Linked DNA regions of Sus scrofa: region 2 is linked to region 1. The links are chromatin contacts, called in public HiChIP or PLAC-seq maps. All regions are on one chromosome and are shown on one strand. Each heading gives the region's core, a stretch centred on a gene start, on an enhancer-like site or on the middle of the called end of the contact. The rest is flanking DNA. Distances are from core to core; before and after follow the strand shown. Region 1 overlaps RASSF8 (ras association domain-containing protein 8). Region 2 holds the start of RASSF8 (ras association domain-containing protein 8).

The links. HiChIP or PLAC-seq counts read pairs in DNA pulled down with a chosen protein or histone mark.
Region 2: an H3K27ac HiChIP or PLAC-seq map of alveolar macrophages shows a contact between it and region 1. The contact joins the promoter of RASSF8 here to the enhancer-like site in region 1. A contact is called at or near these places in 1 of 5 promoter capture datasets (liver), 20 of 47 Hi-C or Micro-C datasets (alveolar macrophages, embryonic fibroblasts, epiblast stem cells and 10 more) and 2 of 2 datasets of contacts at active chromatin or transcription factors (alveolar macrophages and skeletal muscle).

The regions. Positions count from the first base shown.
Region 1 is chr5:47,766,971-47,773,396 of Sscrofa11.1, forward strand. The region is part of intron 2 of RASSF8 (ras association domain-containing protein 8); the gene reads right to left. Among named protein-coding and RNA genes, the nearest start is that of RASSF8, 77 kb to the right of the region's middle. Within about 2 kb of position 3,376, at least 3 of the 83 cell types and tissues checked have an H3K27ac peak or open chromatin away from gene starts, as enhancers often do. A contact at or near this core is called in alveolar macrophages and omental adipose tissue, where this site is marked.
Region 2 is chr5:47,843,642-47,850,067 of Sscrofa11.1, forward strand. RASSF8 (ras association domain-containing protein 8) reads right to left here and starts at 3,829. Exons shown (of 6, transcript XM_005653134.3): 1 at 3,739-3,829. It overlaps LMNTD1 (lamin tail domain-containing protein 1), which reads left to right and starts at 4,658. Exons shown (of 18, transcript XR_002344073.1): 1 at 4,658-4,779.

The DNA of each region.
Region 1 (6,426 bases), core at 2,126-4,625:
AAATGCTGTGGAAGTCTCCTCCTTGACCTTCTGAGCCTGACCCTGAGCAGTACACTCAATGTCACAGGGACTCATGGTCCCCATTCAATCAATCACGAGGAACACCCATCAAGTCCCCTTGGCCCCCTGTGAGTCTAATGCCGGATGTGGTGAGTGCCCTTAAGTAGTTTCTGAAAGAAAAGACAACTCAGAAACAAACTTTAAGAATATAAACATTTTCTAAGAAAAAAAGAAAAGCCCTACAATTTTGTAGGAAGAATAAACATCTGTGACTGTTCCACAAATCCCTAAGTAGAAAAGGCTGACAGAGACCTGAGTGATAGGAAGGATTTGTCTTTGAAAACAAAGGAGTAATTTATCAGGCCAATAAATTCATTGTGAAGACACTAAAGTCAAATTAAATAAAACCAACAAGAGACAAAGCAATGTCCCAGTTTTGTGAACTGGGAGTTGAGGCTTCACTGAACACTAATTATACCCAGTTAGAAATGAAGCAAATTAAAAACGCTTCCTTTTAAAAGGTGGGTTTTAAAAAAAAAATTTTTTTTTAAACAAGAACCTTTTAAAGAACAAAGCATTCGGAATTATTGTCCCAAATTAATCTTAGGAATTAAAAGCAGGTTATACAAGTAATTTTTTTTTTCCTAACATGCCCTGGTAACAATGATGAATGTGTATGTTGAAGATACATTTAAAAGCCCAATATCTAGTCTTATGGTTTTGGGCTTTCCAACATGCCTCAGAAGCTGGGGTTCCAAACACAAAGTATAAAACACAAAAATTATGCAGGATCTGGGGCACTTATAATTAACTGAGAATGTAAAATACTTACAGGAAATTGCCAAAACCTCATACTTCAGCTTATTTGTCTTTGTGTCCTTCATTGCATTTTTTTTTTTTTTAGCTTCTAGTTATTCTATTTCCAAGGGGACTTAGCATGTTTTCCTTTGACACTTTGATCTTGAAACAAAGCTTCACTTCAAGAATAAAAGTATAAAACCATAAGTAGGAAAGAAGAACAAACTATTTTACTACAGTGCCATTAGTTCATCCCAAGCACATATGCTACATATGACCTAATTACAGACCATCTCTACCTGGAAGCAGGTAGGCTAGAAAGGAAGTATCCCAAAGAGGAGGTGAATTCATAAATATACACACATCACATGCACTCAAATTCAGGCCAAGATTCAAGCTAGGCTTCGTTTAATACATATCTGCTTCTTTCTCTCTTTGAAAAACTTTAAATTGTTTCACACTCATATTGGGGGAGCCATTACTTTCCTTTAGTTGCTAACTCTTGGGAAACAAGCACACCATAGAGACCTTTAGAGGCAGCTCTTGATTTCAGACGCAGCCACTGCTCTGAAGCTCTTTGCCCTGCCTCCTGTTTCCTATCTCTTAATGTGTGTTCATGAACTTGTGTATGCACAGCCCCTCACCCTCCACTCCCCACAGCTGTAGAGACTGTTATGGAGGTCTAGCAGCCACACAAAGCTGTCCATGCTATGAAACAAATTTGCTTTTGATAACAACTACCCAAATTTACTGTGGTAAACTTGTTATTTCAACGCTAATCTGATTGCTGGTTATAAAAATCCGATAGAAAGAAAACCAAGACATTTATTAATGAAATACAACTTGGGGATGTTTTAAAAAGGGATGAAGATTCTGACAACAACTATAAGTAACAGGATCTTGGTAGAAAAAAATTATAAACTCTACCCTATTTCCCAAACTACCCCCCAAAGTATACAAAAATACCAAAATGATACAAAATAACTTATACGAAATTTTAAGTGTACTTTTAAAGAGTTCACATTTTCAAGAGCATACCAAAGAGGGTAGGGAGTGGCGGTTGGTGGTGGTACTGACTCACCAAAGTGAGGAAGAGTGTTGCATCACTGATGTTCAGAATCTCTGGAACATGGTGATGATAAAAGGAAGATGGGCTGTTAGGAATCTTAGTTTTACTATTGTTTCTAAATTCTCTAGACAATGCCCCTTATTGCCGGCACCGGGACAACTGCTTCCTACTGCTCTGCCCTTGGTGACCACTATTTAAATGGTGTCCAAATTCATTCTTGATGGGTATAAAGCCATAATGTCACCATGCAAACTACTTCATACCATTAAAAAGGGGATTTAAAAAAGATTATTAGACAAGTAAATGATGTTAGTAGAAAAATAAAACTCCAAGATGTACAGGGAAAAAAACCCTCAATTTCTGATCAATTAGATACTACTCAACCACACACATACAAAGTTGTTTTTTTTGTTGTTTTTTTTTTTTTAATAAAAAGACTCAAGTTAGCAATCTTCTGGGCTATATTAAATACTAGTTTCACAGTCATGTTGGCTCTTTTAAAATAAAAATGAAATTAAGAATTCCTTACACTAAAAAAGTTGTTCTAAATAGCTTATTTAAATTTCTAAAATATAATAAATACTGAAATAAGTATCAAAGTTTCCAAGAACAACTGAACTTAAATTTTTACTGAGTAATTTTGCATTTATTCTTCAGTTACAATTTTCCACTTCAGAGAAGTCATTGTCAAAAGGTCTGAGATGAATCTATAAACTGAGTCACAGACTCCCTCCTGACATGCAATCACAGAGGTCTGATCCACCAAGAATATTCAGACTGTTTCTACCACCACTGATCTAAAATTTCATTAAGTCAGTTGTTTCTGATTCTTGTCAGAATGTGGGTACAGAAGCAAGAAGAAAGAAACACCATGGAAACCAGAGAAACCTTTTAATGAGATATCCGACACTACTCATGTTAAATGAAAATATACAAATTGGCACCAACTTTCTTCACATTCTGCTCTTTTCCACATTAAATTAAATTGAGAGGTTGAAAAGGTTTCTTGCCTTTGTTTCCTTTCTATTTCACCTTGCTGCCTATTAAATGAAGGGAATTTAACCAACTCTAAGGAAATGCGCTAGGTTACACTGAATTCCCTATTTCCTGCTTAGTCTGCTTCAGTCTGTGGTACTTTAGAGCAATATTTAGAACTCACTGAAACATGGGATGTTACATCACCAGACTTAACTGCTTTTTGTTTTAGGATGGTCTCCCATCTACCTTACGCCACAGGACAGGCACATAGCTTCCAAGAACATGGTGGCCTTTGGCTGGGATAGAAGGGAGACGTGTCCATAAGAGCAGGAAGAAAGAGCCCCATGCCCTACCTAGAATTTTTATCACTCTTACCATTTCAAAAATTAAAATCTTTTAAAGTGGAAATGATCAAACAAATAATCTTCTTAAAAGTTACTCATTATTCTTCTCTGATAGGCTAAGCAACTCCTTGTCCTCTAGCATTTACTGTCTGTATTTCAAAATCAGGGAACTCTGCAAAACTTCCTGCTTTCTACTTCCTTATTAAAATGCAGAGCGGAAGTGGAGGGGAAATCAAACAAGGGTAGGATACAGTCCAAACACAGCAAAATTATTTATTATATCTTTTCTATGTAATGAACCCATTAAAACTTGTGATACTGGATAAAGAATTGTTTTAAAGTCCAACTAAAATAAAGCAGATTCACCAACAAGCTGTAGAGTTCTAATTGGTTTGCTGTAGACTGCTTTTACTTTTCTAGGGACTTTCTATTTATTGCAAGAGTTTGATTTTAATTTTTATCTGCATTAGTCTCCATGACCTTTATCCTATTTTTGAGATTTATGAAGATTACTCCAGTGTCTCTCCATAAATTTGAATGGGCATTTTTCCAATTGTCCAATAACACTGGTAAAAATTATTAACTCCCAGAAGCAAGGTTAATGAACTTCTTCTCTAGGCTGTACTAAGGCACTGACCCCTCTTGTGTGGGCATGACTATCTAGCCAGTTTTACTCTTGCTTAATGAAGTTGTATGGCTTAATCAGAGTCCATCCCTACCTTCAAAGTTGGCTAAGAAGAGTATCACCTGGGCTAGAAAAAGAGCTTATTCATATATTTAACATGTCTTTTAAAAAATAAATAAATGTTTATGGGAGGGGAAAAAAAAACAGAAAACACTGAAAAGATGAAAGCATAAAGCCATCCACACCTCATTCCTCTGAGATCAGGGCTCAAACTCAGTCTAAACAGCAGATACAATGACAATCTCTTCATCTTAGCTTTTTCTCAGGGAAAATGCATCCAAAAGCAACCTAGTTCATGTTTTCATTGATTCCTTCATTCATTTGCTATTCATGTATATCTGGGTCTCTACTGCTCAAATCTATGAATGTTCCTCACTGACTTTAGGATAAAGTCCATGTTCCCACCTCGATGCAGCCCCTTCCTCAACTACACTTCCCCTTCGTGAGGCAGCCATATCTCCCTTCGCCTCCCTGCCCCAGGAATGTTCTCTCTGCTTAAAACATCTTCCTTCTTACCCACCTCTTTGGGTGAGCCCCAGGAACCCTGCTGGATGAGATGGTGGTAGCAAGGAGCCACCAGCAGTTGCCAAGAGCTTTCTCTATGCCAGGCACACATGCTAACTCAAAATGAACCACTGAAGAAATACTGCTATCATTTCCATTTTACAAATGAGGATGTAGAGGCTATAAAAGGTTAACTGACACAAAATGGCTAGTACAAGATTGAACTAAGATTTGAACTGAGTCTGACTCTAGTCCTTGTTATTAGCAGCAAACCTCACAGAGACCAAGCAGGTTTGCATATTAAATACAAAAAAACAGTTTTCACCTCCACAAAGAAATATGCTTAAAACAAACTAACTCATGGCTCTTTATTCTCTTTATAAGGATGAGTAATATTCACTTTCATTTTGCGTCTATCATAAAAAAACCCAACAGCCCATGATGTAATTAATTTCCTCTCTAAAAATCTGGATAATTAATGCCATTTTTCCAGAGAAACCATTCATATTCTAGAACATTTTAATGTGCTTTAGGATGAGAGATAATAACTTACTAAAAGTATACCTTAACTGAAGAGTGAATATATTGGAAAAATATAAAACTATATGGAAAAGTTCACTATTCTTGTCATTTATGCTGTAAACCAAAAAAATGCTATAAACAACTTATCTTTCTATTGCAACCTGAAGATCACAATTTTACATAGAGCTTCATTATTTACAAAATTCTTTTGATCAAAGGAGCTCCAACATACACAGCCTGAGAGCTGAACCACAGTTTGGGTAAAAACATGATCTCTAACTGATTCCGTTCTGTCTCACTGTGGAGCAGTCAGCAATGTTTAACCTGTCCTTATTTTTACTTTAGAGGAAAAGTCATGTTTCAAGGATGGTGGAAGTATCTGACATATTTAGTTCCTAACATGTCTGCTTTAAAATAAGATCACACAGGAGTTCCCGTCATGGAGCAGTGGGTAACGAATCCGACTAGAGACCATGAGGTTGCAGGTTCGGTCCCTGCCCTTGCTTAGTGGGTTAACGATCCGGCGTTGCTGTGAGCTGTGGTGTAGGTTGCAGACGCGGCTCGGATCCTGTGTTGCTGTGGCTCTGGCGTAGGCCGGCGGCTACAGCTCCGATTAGACCCCTAGCCTGGGAACCTCCATATGCCGCAGAAGCGGCCCAAAGAAACAGCAAAAAGACAAAAAAAAAAAAAAAAAAAAAAAGACCACACACAAAAAATGTACCCTGTAGTACATTTCCAGGTAAGAAGCTCTTTTAACTGATTATGTAATATTTTAGTTTGGGTAGTAAAAGATTCCAGATATTTACTCTAACAGCTTTTGTAGACACATGGGATTAATGTCAGACATGTAATCACTGGCTTTGGAACAGGGCCAGAGTGTGTAGATGTGCTGTTTAATTGTGTTGGCACCCCAGGCATTTCAAACATCAACAGAATTTCTCAGCTGATATTCTCATTACTAATCCTATTTTAAATAATCACAGAAGAGTAAGGAAATTGACATGACACATGCTAAAGGAAATCCATCTAGCTCCTTTTACTTTTAATAAATCTGGAGGTTTTATGGATTTAAAAAAATCTCTTAGGCTATAAACACAGGTAAATATAATATAAAAAACTGTCAGGAAATATTTTCTTCAAAATTCTTTGCTTCACACCAGTGCAACAATTTTCAAAACCTATTTTGTTATCATTCTCCTTACTAAAAATTCATCTGTCCCAAGGGGACGTTTGACTAAACCGTGAAAGTTTCCTGTAAGTCCCAAAACTTGACTCTGGGATATACTTCTCTACACAAATAGTGCTAGCAGTTTGTTTTGAATAAACATTCCAAAGTTCCTTACCTAGATGACTTTGAACAACCTGCTGTGAATCTAAAAGCTTACAGACACAGAAGAATTGTTTTATATTAATGACTCAAATTTCTCCCACTTCCTTTTAGTAAAAATGAAGCAACAAACATAATATTTTCACAAATTTTTCAAAAGACATTTAAAAGTTTTAAAGATGAATAAATCATCACAAAA
Region 2 (6,426 bases), core at 2,579-5,078, 77 kb after region 1:
TTTAACAGTGATAAAGAAGGCAATGTACAAATGCAGAACTCATATTACTACCTTATTCATTACAATAACAACTATTTATTGAGCATTTACTATATATCCCAGGCACTGGGTATATAGACTGGTGAATAAACCAGGCATGATTTATGCCTTCCAAGGGCAAGAGAAAAACATTATACAGGTAATACATAATTACAAATTGTGGTAAATGTTAAGAAGGAAAAGATAACTGCTATGAGGGAGGCAGCAAAGGGGTTCTAAGTTGCATGATGATAAGAGTGGCCTTCTCAGAGAAGACCATCAGAGGAGACTGAACTAGCACCCAAGGACGAGAACTTGTTCAAGAGGTAGTCCTGAACCAGAGCAGCAGCTGGAGCCCTTGAGGTGAGTCTGCTAGAGGGCTGGATGATGTGGCGGACAAGAGATGAAGATGGAGGACAGGGCCAAATCACACAGGGCTGTGCAGGCATGTTGAAGATTTTATATTTTTTTTCCCAAGAATAAGAGCTCTGAAGACTTTAAACAGCAAGTGACTTTTTTCTCTTTCTGGCTGCTGGTGGGAAGAGGGGCTGGAAGGTGGCACTGTGTGTGGAGAAGGTCTCTGCAGGGGCAAGGGGATGGTGGCTGGAACTAGGATGGGAACACAGTGCAGACTGAAAATCAGGTTTGAAAGAGAATTTTGCCAGAGAAGTAGACAGGACTTTGTGATAAACTAGTTGGGTGGGGATGTCAGAACAAGAAAGATAGTGGAAGATATTCCAGCCTTCTGGCCTGAGCCACTCAGACATATGAGATGAAAAACAGAGGAAGAACAGTTAGAAAGGTTGAGTAATCAGAGCTCAGTTCTGGAGAAGTAGGAGATGGTGCCATTTACTGGCTAATATGTGCCAGACACTATGTTAGGTGTTCTCCTTGTCACAGCATCGCTTTTTAGTAACAATATCCTCATTTTACAAAAAGCAACCATAGATCACAGAGGCTGAAGTAACATGGCCAAGCTCTCTCAGCTGGGAGTGAGACAAAGTCACACTTGCCACCTGAGTCTGGCTGGTTGGCTGTGGAGGATAAGCATTCTTTCCACTAAACAGAGTTCTTGGAAACTATTTCTACACTTTGGATTTTGAAATCTATTTAGGACTGGAGCAAGATATCATCCAAGGAGAGTAAACAGGTGATACATTATTTTTTAAATCCAAATCCTCAGAGTTATGATGCATAATGTTTTCCTATCCCACACCCATTCCCACTCCACTTCTACCTGCAAAGAGTTTTGCAATGTTGTGAACACTAGCCAGATACCTAGGACTTAGTGTTTTATAATAAATGAGCAAAGCCATGCCAGGAATCAAGCATAATGAAAAGAGCAACAATATCAACACCAAAGTATATTTTTCCTCTCAAGCCATTACATACATCAACATAAGACAGGATCAATTAGTAAGAAACTCTGAAAAACTCATCATTTCTCAAAATAACCAAGGCATTCAAATTAAAAATTAATGCAAGCCACCCAGTATAGAAGATACAAAAGCTAAGCATTGAGATTCACATTAACAAAAATGGACTAGGAGTTTGGGGTTAGTAGGTGGTTCAAACTATTACATTTGGAATGGACGGGCAATGAGGTCCTACTGTATAGCACAGGGAACTATGTCCGATGTCTTGGAACAGAACATGATGGGGGATGATATGAGAAAAAGAATATATATATACACACACACACACACACACACGTATATGTATGACTGGGTCGCTTTGCTACATAGCAGAAATTGAGACAACACTGTAAATCAACTATAATTTTTTTAAAAAGTAAAAAAAAAATGACACTTTAAAAATATTAGGCAAAAAGAAATCATACCACAACCTAATAGAATTTATTTTTTATGATTTTTTCCATTATAGTTGATTCTAATAGAATTTAAAATCTGCAATTGCCAAATATCTCGACCAAATGCCAAATTTAGGAAACATGCACCTTAAAAACAACTTAAACATTCCTCTTTTTACTGCTTTCCCTTGCAGCATGCTGACAGTTCAGCAAACTGAAATGCCTTTCCTCTCTGCAGAGTCCCATGATTTCCTCCCTCTCTGAGCTCTTTGATGCCCTCCTCAGCTATTGAAGCCTCGGAATCAGGCTTTATCAATGACCCTAGAAAGAATTCAATGCATTACTACCAAACGTGTCTATTATTGAGAGTATCAGCTAGAGACTCTTAAAAGGAGAGAAAATGAGGAAGGGGAGATTTTTGAAAGGATTTACCATCTACATTACAAATTATATTTATGTTGGGTCTTGATCCTTCAAAAGAACAATCATCAAGTTATGCTCAGTCTTCTTTAAGTGGGGTGTGGTCACATGTAATGTTTATAGTTTGGGGAGAGTTCCCCATGAGGATAAATAGAATTAAAAGTACAATTAATATGCCAGCTAAAAGATAAAACCTCACACAAGCCACCTTTCAAAATGACAGTGCTCAGTCCTGCCTCCTGGTTCCTGCCTCCACTCAGCACCTCTCCCTGCAGAGGGCTAGGTGGCATTCACTACCGCCTCACCCAGGCAAAGAAGAGGATGCTGATAATACATTAAGTCTTCCCATTTTTTCTGTTCTTTCGCACGAAAACCAACTCCTGGCAACCCAACGATGAAAGACTTAAGAGAAAAGAAAAAATTTTTAAAAAGACTACCTGGGGCCTCCTACCAGAATGGGTAGTTAATTCAACCGACAGAAAAATCGGAGATCGATACATATTTAAAGGTGCTTCCTGCGAACAAAACATATCTAATGAAGAACTGCTGAACCACATTATACTAGAAAATCCCTAAAATGTTGGTCCTCGCTGGCACCAGGCTGGAGGAATTTTTTCAACGCAATGCTTTGATGTACTGACAGGCTAACATCCCGGGTTGAAAACCAGCTATGAAACGTGCCCTGCATCTATTTCCCGTCTAAATGCCTAAAGATCTGACCCGCAATTATACCCAAAGCTTGCCCTGCACTGGATGCCATCTGATGCTGAGAAAGTAGTGGTTTAGCAACACCAGGCGGCTCTATTATGTTAAAATAACAACGCAACACTCGATTACGAACCCAGGTACTCGGCGCGTAAGCCCTGTGCCACACGAGGACCCACATTCAAAGCTCAGGGCCCTTCAGGTTCAATCTTTTTCAGCTTTCTGGGCCGTATCCTCTCTAAGTTTCCAGTTTGCAAGACGGAATTACTTTGAAAGTCTTCTGCACTCCCCTCCCCAGACGGGTTGGCGGCACGGGGGAATAGGGACGGAGGATGGTTAATCGTTCAAACATTTTAAAAACCGGTAAACCAATCATTTTTTTCAAAGGAGAAAATAAGCTTTCACCAAACCGCCGCTCGGCAAGCAAGCATCCGATTTCCATTTGGAGAGAAAAATATTAAAGAAGCCAGACGTACATTTCCCTTCCCAACAAAAGTGGCCTCTAAACTCCCCGGCCAAGGGCAATGGGAGGAAACAGACTGGGAACAAGCTCGTAGTCTCAGTCAGGCGCGCGTGTGCGGCGGGGAGAACGCGCAAAGGGGAGACAGCGGGGAAAAGGTGAACCGGAGGAAGCGGGAGCCCGCGGCGAGGGCAGATGGGGCGAAGAAACCAGAGGTGCGGAGAGAGGGGCGGGGAAGGGGGGAGCCCGGAGGCTCCAGGGGAAGGAGGGAGGGGTCCCGAAAGCTGCCCGGAGATCGCGGCCGCCGAGTAAAGTTAATACTTACTCAGTTTCGCAACTGCGCCGCCCCCGCAGGCCGCCTCGCGGGGCCCGCCGGAGCGCTGGGGACGCGGCGGCGCCCGGAGCCCGGCGGCCGCCCAGCGCCCGTCCCCGGCGGCGCAGCCCCGCGAGCCTCGCTCCCCTGCGCTACGCGGGCCGCGCGCCCCGCACCGGCGGGAGGCCCCGGCTCCCTGGTGCTCCCTGTCCGCTCACCTCCCGCCTGGCGCTAGGTGAGCGCGGACGCCTCGGGCGGGGGTACAGGGGTGGGCGAGCGCGCAGGCAGCCGCGGCGCAGCCGGCGGGAGCAGCCCCCAGAGCCGAGCCAGTGCGGGGGGCGAGCGGGCAGGCGAGGCTCGACGAGGAGCGGGACTCCGGGCGCTGTACGGGGCGGCAGGCGAGCGCAGGCGGCGGACTCGGCGGCTGGCTCGCTCCCGCGGCCGGTGCCTCTGGGCAAGGGGGCCGGGCCGGGGGCCGGGCCGGGCCGAGCGGCCAGGCGGCTCCGCCCCTTTGTCGGGCCGCGGGCTGAGCGCGCGAGAGCGGCGGCGCGGGGGCGCCCCCCTCGGCCGGGTGCTCGGGTTACAGCCGCCGCTCCCCGACTCCCCCGCCCTCTCCTCGCCGGTTCGCCGGCGCCGGGAGAGACCTTGTAACGGAACTGGGACGCCAGCGCTGCATTGTGGGAGCTTTTAAAGCGGCGGTGAGCGCTGCGAGGCCGCTCGGGCCCACGGTCCCCCGCTCCGCCGGGTCGGCGGAGGCCAGTGGACCTGAAAGCTAGAAACGGTGAGATGACCGGTACTTCACTGACGCTCACGGAGTAAAATCTTCCATAGCCCCGGGGTGAGACTTGCAAAACTGCCTTTCACTGTCACCCCAGCAAGGAGGAGGCTTTTTCCACAGACGCTTAAAAAAAAAAAAAAGAAAAGGCCCTTCCATCCCCTCAGGACTGGGTTTGAATTGCTTTTCATCTGGAGTGGCAATGATTCAGCGACCCCCTTCTCAGCAGCAGGCAATGACAGAGACAGGAGACGAAAAACACAGCGAGTGAATCAGACGTGAGTAACCAAGTTTAGAAAGAGCTGGGCTCAGATTCAGAAAACCGCTCCCCCCCCCCACCTCGCCCCCCGCGCAAATATAGCAAATAGTCAAGGAAAGCTGTGCTTTCTTATGGAAACGCAGATGTGTGTGTTGTTCTTGTTATTCACCTTTTTTTATGACATGCAGTACTCTAGTCACTGGACAACATCCAGTCTTTGGTCCAGACTTTTGCTCACACATGCCCACAACGCAAGAACAGCAATCAGTTTGGAGGAAGAGGGGCTGAGGAGATTCAAAGAAGCATTCCAGTTATAAGATGTCCCTTTTGATTCTCCAGACACTCGTTTTTGGGTTTCTGGTGTTGGGTGTTTTTGCTTTTTTTTTTTTTTTTTTTTTTTTTTTTTTTTTTTTTTTTTTAAATCAAGACAGGGATATTAAATTTGAAGCACAACTTGTTACCGCTTGTCCTATTCAGGGCTTGATTTGTTTGGAGTTTGGATTTGTAGGCCTTTGGTTTCTTCCTCTTGTTTTTTGACCTTAGTTATTGCACAGCTCTTTAGTTCCTCTACCTCAGAGGTGAACTGAGGAGACAGATGTTAAGATTCAAATTTGGCTTGCCAACATTTGGAGAATTGAGGGACAAGAAGCATTCTCTATGATTCAAATGTAAAACCCCGTGGAAACTTTTAAAGATGACCTAGAGCACAGATCCTCAGAGATTTCCAGCCTTAAGGTTAACGTTTCCTCAGCTCTCATTCTTTCGTCAACCTTTCACTCCAGTGAACAGCATCAGTCACCACCTAATTGCCAGATCTAATGGAAAAATTCAATCTCCCTCTTGTCGTGCATGCCCTTGGTGGCACTTGCCCATGTTGACCTTGCCTTCCTTTTTAGGACTTTCCTCCCTTTTTTGGCTGTGATCATCATCCCCCTTTTATGGCAGTCTTGAAACAGAGGAGATAACAGGCAAGACTGTGGCTATTGTTAACTAGGACTCAGGATCTTACCAAGTAGAAGAACTTTAATCTATTGGTTTCTATTGGTCACCAGGCAGGTCCTGACCTCAATTTTATCATGCATCTAGAGGTGAACCAGTTGATGACTCATTATAACCAACTTTCATGTGACCAGCATTTAAATCAGGATGAGACTTGCTATGACTAAATAACTGTCCACTTTTTAGGAGAAGTGCTTACTAGGATCCTGGTACCCAGTGAGGTATCCCTACCTTCAAATCAGGGTGTGCCTTGCTGGTGGCTGCAGAAGTTGGTGAATATACCTCTGTCCTGCCTGGGTAAACCCAGAAGAATCTCTTCCCCACCTCAGCCCCATGTGGTTAATGCATTCTTTCTTCAGCCTATAGTTCAATTTGTTTTGAGCTTTCTTAGCTATAATCACATCTCTGCTAAGCCTTCCTAGGATCACACCAAATGTCCTTAGCAGGATTTGTAAACAACCCTATTTCTGGTTTCTAATTATATTCCCTGCAAGTAACGTAACTAGAAAGGGTGAGTATTCATGCACTTCAAGCCCTTTGACATAATCAGATTTGATTTTCAAGAAAAGAATCTGAAAGGAGAGATTAAGAAAAGAGGAAAATTTCAATGGGGAGAGATATATGTGGAGAGCAGAGGGCATGAACACACGGGGCCAACACCTAGAAG